Regions from separate parts of the Sus scrofa genome. Here region 1 is linked to region 2. A link is a contact called in public HiChIP or PLAC-seq data. All regions are on one chromosome and are shown on one strand. Each heading gives the region's core, a stretch centred on a gene start, on an enhancer-like site or on the middle of the called end of the contact. The rest is flanking DNA. Distances are from core to core; before and after follow the strand shown. Region 1 has its middle 360 kb from the start of FOXO1. Region 2 has its middle 400 kb from the start of COG6.

Region 1 (3,331 bases), core at 380-2,879, 80 kb before region 2:
AGCGTTCGTTCTTGATTCGAAGGGTGATGGGAAGCCCTGGCTGGCTTAAAGCAGGGGCAGGGCCCAGTTTATCCTGTGGGAAAAGCATTGTGGTAGAACAGGAATGAAAAGGGAGAGACTAGCTCGGGGACCATTGGGGCAATTTAGACAAACAATAGTGGTGGTTCGGGCAGGGTGGTTGTTGGGAGACAGAAACACATGGTTGGATCTGGACTATTTGGAGTGTTATCGGGAACTTGCTGTTAGAGTAGATGTGACCGTAGATAAAATGCAGAGTGGAAACGCTTTGTACTCTGAGAGCCCTGTATACACATGAAGGAGTCACGCAGCCTGTGGTCCTTGGGGAAAGCTGACGGTTTGGAGCTTGGCCGTGCCTGGAAATGGCCTCCAGCCAGGTAATCCGGCCATCGGGGCTCCAGGAGAACCGTCGGAGCCCAGGAAGGAGGGCTCAGGCAGCCCCGCGCGTCTCAGCTTCCACGGGCACACAGATCACCTGGGGATCCCTAAGGTGCAGATTCGGCTCCGTAGATCAAGGGTAAGACCCAGAATTCTGCTCCCGGGTGGGGCCACAGCTGCTGGTCTGCGGGTCATGCTTCCAGAAGCAAAGAGTTCAGGGGAGTCATTGAGGTCACATTCCTGTCACGAGGGCTTGAACTGGGGAGGGAGTGGGGATATGGAGAAGAGAGCTCTTTCTTTTATAATACAGACTGCAAAACAAAGGGGAGGCATGAAAAAATGAAGTTTGGAGTCACGGTAACCAAGAAACGATGGTCCGTAGTAGGTACTGGAAGCAGGAGGAGGTTTGGGGAGGGGAGGAGGATGGATTTTCTAATCCCCACTATTTTTTCTTGGGCTGTAGCCGGGGGTCTGACTTGAGCACTTGGGTGGGAAACCCTCCTGACCTATTCAGCCTTGTCTGCGAAGATGATGAGCCAAAGGTTTCACTCTCGACGGCTGTGTATCACACTTGAGCACCCAGAGACCTCATATATTTGAAGGGAAGGAGGAGGGGGACCTTCATACCACGTAATTCAGTTGGGATCTGAACCGTACATCACCTTGGACATCAAGAAGGGCTGTGTTTCCTTGGACCGTAAAGCCTCAGTCCCTGCCTATTTACTGCTGCGTGTTCTTGAGGCCAGTCCCCCTCCCCACCCCATCTCCCGCACGTGATGTGCTGCTATCTTCAGATATTAATACCATGGGGCCAAGGAGGAGGACTCGTGCATCCGTGTGATATGAATAATAGTAACAACAGTCCACGTTACTGAACTCTTACGTACCAAGCACTGTGCTGCACATTTTACAGTTTTCAGAACTCATTCATTTTATTCTGAGCACAAAGCCTCCGTGGGGCAATGGGGTCTGAGACAGCAGGGATGTCTGGCCTGATAATAAACATCCCAGGTTTTATGGGTGAAAAATAGGAGTGTGGGAAAGATGATCTTTTAAAGAAAAGAAAATGCTTTCCAGAATGGCCCTTGGAGATGCTTGGAGCAGCCTGGGTACTTTGTGTGCTGAGATAGAACCTGAGGTTGAGAAATGTGCTCGGGGCCAGCAGGACCCGCCTCGGTTTGGCTGGGAAGATGTAGTCACTGGATGTCTGAGATATTACGCAACGTGACAAGAAGGCCAGGCACGAGCTCTCCATAGGAATTATTTCATCCCTACGGTTTGGGTGTCAAATATCCTCCTGGGCCCCTGGGGACCGGAGCTTCCAGGCGGCGTGTGTGGCCGCGCCTGGCGCTCCAGAACCCCCCTCACGCGTGGGGTGACATCGCCACTAGTGACCCTCGTCCGAGGGTTTTTCAGCCCAACGGCCCCTCCTCACAGGCTGTGCCAACACGTTCCTATTTTAAGATTCTTTAGTTGTAAGAAGTGGTGTATTTCTCCCCACGTCGTCCCGTCCCGGCCAAGCCAGGGCGACTCCCTTTGCTGGTCTCCCATCTTCTCTCACTTCTGGTCCTGAACTGCTGAACCCAGAGAGGGCTGCCTCCCGGGGCGGGTGGCAGGGTGACGTCAGCCAGGAGGCAGTTCCTCGGCTAAGGGAGCCAAGTCCGCAGACACGATCTCGGAAGTAGGACAAGTACATTTTGTTTCTGCGATTCAACCCAGAGAACTTCTTGGTCCCGGAAGCCTGTGCCAAATGTGTTTGCGCAACCTCGGGAAGCCGCTTCCAGAATGCGGGTGAAGAACTTGCCAGGGTTCCATTTCTTTGGGGAGCGAACATCCACGCAGGGCAGGACTGGTGCTGGCCCAACATGTCAGCGGGAACCGGGGGCTCAGACCTCAGGGGGGCGAGGGTCCTGCGGGAGGGTCTCCTGCCCAGGCTACACACGAGACCTGGCCGCCGTGCTCCCCGCAGTGGGAACATGTGGCCACGGGAACGTTGAGATGAGTGGGCCAGGCTGTGGTTCCATTTTGATTTGGCTAAGGGTGTGCTATGCAATGGAAAGGAGCACCAAAAGCTACCAATTTGGCTGCTGCCTCTGAACATTTGCTCTGCATTCCTGAATCCTCCCAGTTAAAGAGAACTTCCTTGCAATTCTTTCCCCCTAGGCAATGGGACAAGAACACACACACACACACACACACACACACACACACACACACACACACGAGTTAAAACCCTTTGGAAATGAAGGTCAGCTATTGCACATGTACCCGTGTTCATGTAAGTCTATGGAGAGAAATAAAGGACTGTAAAAATGTGCGTGCACATAAAAATGACCAACATTTTTTGGGCTAATGTTGGTGTCTTTCAAAGGCCGATCTTACAATAATAAACTCTTAGACTTTATGGGGCTTTAGAGTTTCTAGAACAATTTCACATGTCTCCTCTGATCAGGCCAGTGACTTTGTAAAATAGGAGTTAGTTTCCTCTCCATTTTAAAGAAATGAAAGATCAGAGAAGTTAAGTGACTTGCTCGAGATTACACAGCAATTAATTTTGAGAGTCAGGATGAAAAACCTGGGTCACTCCCGTCCAACCCCTCTACCATAACGGCTCTCTAGACTTGACCTTGGAAAGACCAGAGGTTCATTGGCATGCGATTCATCTCTTTGCAGGACTAGATGCTAGGCCTGGTGTTTCAGAGTGTGGTCTGAGGACCGGCCTCTCCTGGGAGCCTTGGAGAGCTGCAGAACTGCAGGACTGTCACAGAGCTTCAGGATTGTCCTCTGGTGATTTCTGCGCACAGTTGAGGTTGGGGTGCCCTGGAGGAGGCCGCTGGGTTTCAGTTTCAGCTCTGCCACACTCGGGGGTCCCCAAGTTCCAGAAGCGCATAAGCCAGGGAGCTAAGGAGAAACCCCCTGCATCTGGGCTGAGACC
Region 2 (3,369 bases), core at 804-3,303:
ATTGCTGCTACAAGGCCAAAGGGTCTTTGTAGATGGAATTTGGGTTGTGGACTTTGGGAGGGGGAGATTATCCTAGATTATGTAGGTGAACCCAATGTAATCACATGAGCTCTTAAAAGTAGAAGAGGAAAACAGAAGGGCCAGATAATATCATAATGGGGGGTGAGATTTGAAGCCTGAGAAAGACTTGACCCACCATTGTGTTTTTAGAGCTGGAAAAAGGGGCCATGGGCCAAGGAATGTGGGTGGCCTCTTGAAGCTGGAAATGGCCCACAGATGGGGAAGGAAATAGGAAACAGGGGCTCCAGTCTTATAAACACAAAGGATGAATTCTGCTAGCAAAGTGAATAAGCAAGGAAGGGGATTTTCCCCACTAGAGGCTACAGAAAGGAACGCATCCTTCTAAAACCTTGATTTTTGTCTGGGACCTCTACTGGACTTCTGACCTTCAGAACTGTAAGATGATAAATGTCTGTTTTAAGGCACCTGGCTTGGCCATAGAAAATGAAAACAATGACCAAATCTCTGGCCACAGTGATTGGCCCAGAGATGGGCATGTGATTCAAGCTGAGCCAATCAGAGACTTTCCCTGAGACTCTAAGAAAGAGAAGACTTCTCTTGGTGAGCGCTCTAAGGATGGAGAGCCCGAGACCTGCCAGGGGCATAGGCCCTGCCAACTGGAGAAGCTGATAAGAACTGGGCCGACACCTAGGCAAGAGCTGTGATGGAAGCTGGTGCAGGTCCTGACAAGGTTCCTCTCCAGCTGTGCTTGAGGCCAACTCCACCCCCGCCCTTCCCTGTCCCATAATCCAATTAATTCCTCCTGTTGTTCAAATTCATTTCAGCTGGCTTTCTGCTACTTGTCGCTGAAAGCTTGTGACTAATCGATACCCGCCCCAAAATACCAATCCCTGGTCTCCCCTACTTAAAGATCACTTTTGGCGCTCTCGTCCTTTCTCCAGAAGGACGTGGATAAGTATCTGTGTTCCCTGGGAGACTTGGCCCATTAGAAGAAGTTATTTTATCAGGTGCCTCAGCTTCCAGAGCCACAGGAAATGGCACACACACCCAGGGGTTTTGATGGAAGATGGGGACCAGGAAATAGCCAGATCATGAGGGACCCAGACTGGGGAGATGTGAGAGGAAGGTGTGATGTTGAGTGAATGAGTGAATGGAGGTGGGAGCAGACCACGCCAGTCCAAGCAAGTGGGAGAGAAGTGGGGGCAAAAGGGGGGGACGGGAGATAACCCCTCTCAAATCTGCTTAGTGCCTTCCCACTCACCCAAACGCTTTCAGTTGTCCCCGACTTTTATGACAGTCTCTTTTTTTGTCTTTTTAGGGCCACACCCACTTACAGCATATGGAAGTTCCTAGGCTAAGGACCGGCCTGCGCCACAGCCACAGCAACGCCAGATCTGAGCTGCGTCTGCGACCTACACTGAAGCTTGTGGCAACACCAGATCTGTAACCTACTGAGCGAGGCCAGGGACTGAACCCACATCCTCATGGATACTAATCGGTTTCTTAACCTGCCGAGCCACAACGGGAACTCCCATGACAGTCTTAATTACGTGTTCCAATCACGATGACCCCACAAAGCAGGTGGGGTAGCAGGGGCCTCGTGCCAAGGCAGGGGACATCTGTTCCACACCCACTCCATGGCTTCAGCGCCCCCCACAGCCAGGGCCTCCACACCCCCTTGGGACAACTTGCCTGGACGGGCGTGAGGGCCTCTGGGTGGCCACCGAAGTCCCAGGCGTGGGCCGTGACAAAGAGCCCTTAGCTAACATCACAGGGTAGAAAAAGAAGAGCTGGAGAAAAGCAACACCGAACAATCCCCTCGTGCTGCTGGCTGATTGTCGGAGTTTGAATTTCTGCCAAGGGTTCCTACTTCTTAGCTGTCAGCAGTTTAGTTTGAGACAATGGTGAAAACAGCCCTTTTGGCCTCTACCTAAACTTCAGCGGAGAAAAAAACGGAGTCAGAAGTTGAACTGGAATGGTCTCCTTACCTTATTTGCCCCGACCCCGAGGAGCCCTGCGCTAGCAAGGAATCTAACGCGGCGCTTGGGAAGCTGTGTTTATGAGACGAGCCTGGGGCTTACGCCTCTGAGTCAGAGCCTTTGGAGTCGGTGGCGAATTAGTGGGGACGTGGGAGGGAAGCGCCTTGCCAACTGGAGAGCCCCCTTCTTAGGCTGAGCAGTCTAAGTGAACTCGAAAACTCTGATCTTTCCGCTCTGGGAGTTTATTTTCTCTCGAACATGTCTGGATCCTTTTTCTCTGTAAGAAGGGAAAGAAAAGGCTGAGTAAAGATGACAGGTTTACTTGGGCATGAAATCACTGTTGGACAACTTGTTTTTTTCTGAGTTAAGTGTCAAAAAATCTGCAATTTGCAGAATAAGTTTCCCTGAAATTACACATGGGGTGGTTAATTGAGAGCAAACTGCCCGGGCTTTTGGGCAGGGGCAGCACAGCCCTTTCTGAGAACTTGGGTCTCTCCCAGTGTCAAGTTCCTGCCACCAGTTATTTCCAGCACCAGGGTCTGACCCGCACCTGCCCAAGCCCCCAGCTCCTGACTTTGCCCGAATGCTTCATTTCTGAACAGTCATGAGGTCAGCTGCTCGTTTGTTTGTGAGATCTACATTTCTTTATATGGTGTCACTTGATCACTTTTTAAAATGTGAATCTCAGGAAAACTTGTAAAGAATTTTTACAGTCTTTACATAAGGCATTTTCCACTCCTGTGTCTGTGGGTTCTGACCCCTGGCTCTCTCACCTGTCTATCTTCTGGCTGGTCTGTCATAATGTCATGACAGTAAACCATGGTCCTATCTGGAAGCCTATGACATTTCAGGTCACTGTAGAAAATGTCTTCTTTCCGAAAAGTCTTTATATAACTCTCTTCATTAATATAACATGGACAGAGTTTTCTTAACTTTTATTTATTCAGAGGGGTTTGTGTGTGTATGTGAGGCTATTAGGATTTTGCACCATCATGAATGGGCATAGAGTTACTTGACCATCAGGTAGCAGCAAATCCACCTTAAAAAGCTGAGGGTGAATTATAACTAGTTACAGAGGAAAGGAGAGAGCACGGAAGGGAGGCAGCAGCACAGGGAGCGAGCCCTCCTGGAGATGTTGGCTTCAGCTTTGCATGCTTCAGACCTCAGGGTACCACTCTCTCAAACTGAACTGTGGCCCCAGGCATCTCGGAGCAGCCCAGAGATGCAGGCCAGCCTCGCTGTTCTGATGCCATAGGATCCCTTGCTGTCAGAAGCAAGAATTGGGTTCCTTCTGGGCCCCCAGGAAGGGCTAGTTTTCTGCTCCTAGTGTTCACAGGTTCTGCAGTGCAGGCTGGAGGAAGTTTCTTTC

What was found. HiChIP or PLAC-seq counts read pairs in DNA pulled down with a chosen protein or histone mark.
Region 1: a contact with region 2 is called in an H3K27ac HiChIP or PLAC-seq map of skeletal muscle. The contact joins two enhancer-like sites. A contact is called at or near these places in 6 of 47 Hi-C or Micro-C datasets (fetal heart ventricle, heart right ventricle, mesenteric adipose tissue and 2 more) and 1 of 2 datasets of contacts at active chromatin or transcription factors (skeletal muscle).

What each region holds. Positions count from the first base shown.
Region 1 is chr11:15,051,594-15,054,924 of Sscrofa11.1, reverse strand. No RefSeq gene overlaps it. Among named protein-coding and RNA genes, the nearest start is that of FOXO1, 360 kb to the left of the region's middle. Within about 2 kb of position 1,629, at least 28 of the 83 cell types and tissues checked have an H3K27ac peak or open chromatin away from gene starts, as enhancers often do. A contact at or near this core is called in mesenteric adipose tissue, skeletal muscle and subcutaneous adipose tissue, where this site is marked.
Region 2 is chr11:14,971,780-14,975,148 of Sscrofa11.1, reverse strand. No RefSeq gene overlaps it. Among named protein-coding and RNA genes, the nearest start is that of COG6, 400 kb to the right of the region's middle. Within about 2 kb of position 2,053, at least 30 of the 83 cell types and tissues checked have an H3K27ac peak or open chromatin away from gene starts, as enhancers often do. A contact at or near this core is called in mesenteric adipose tissue, skeletal muscle and subcutaneous adipose tissue, where this site is marked.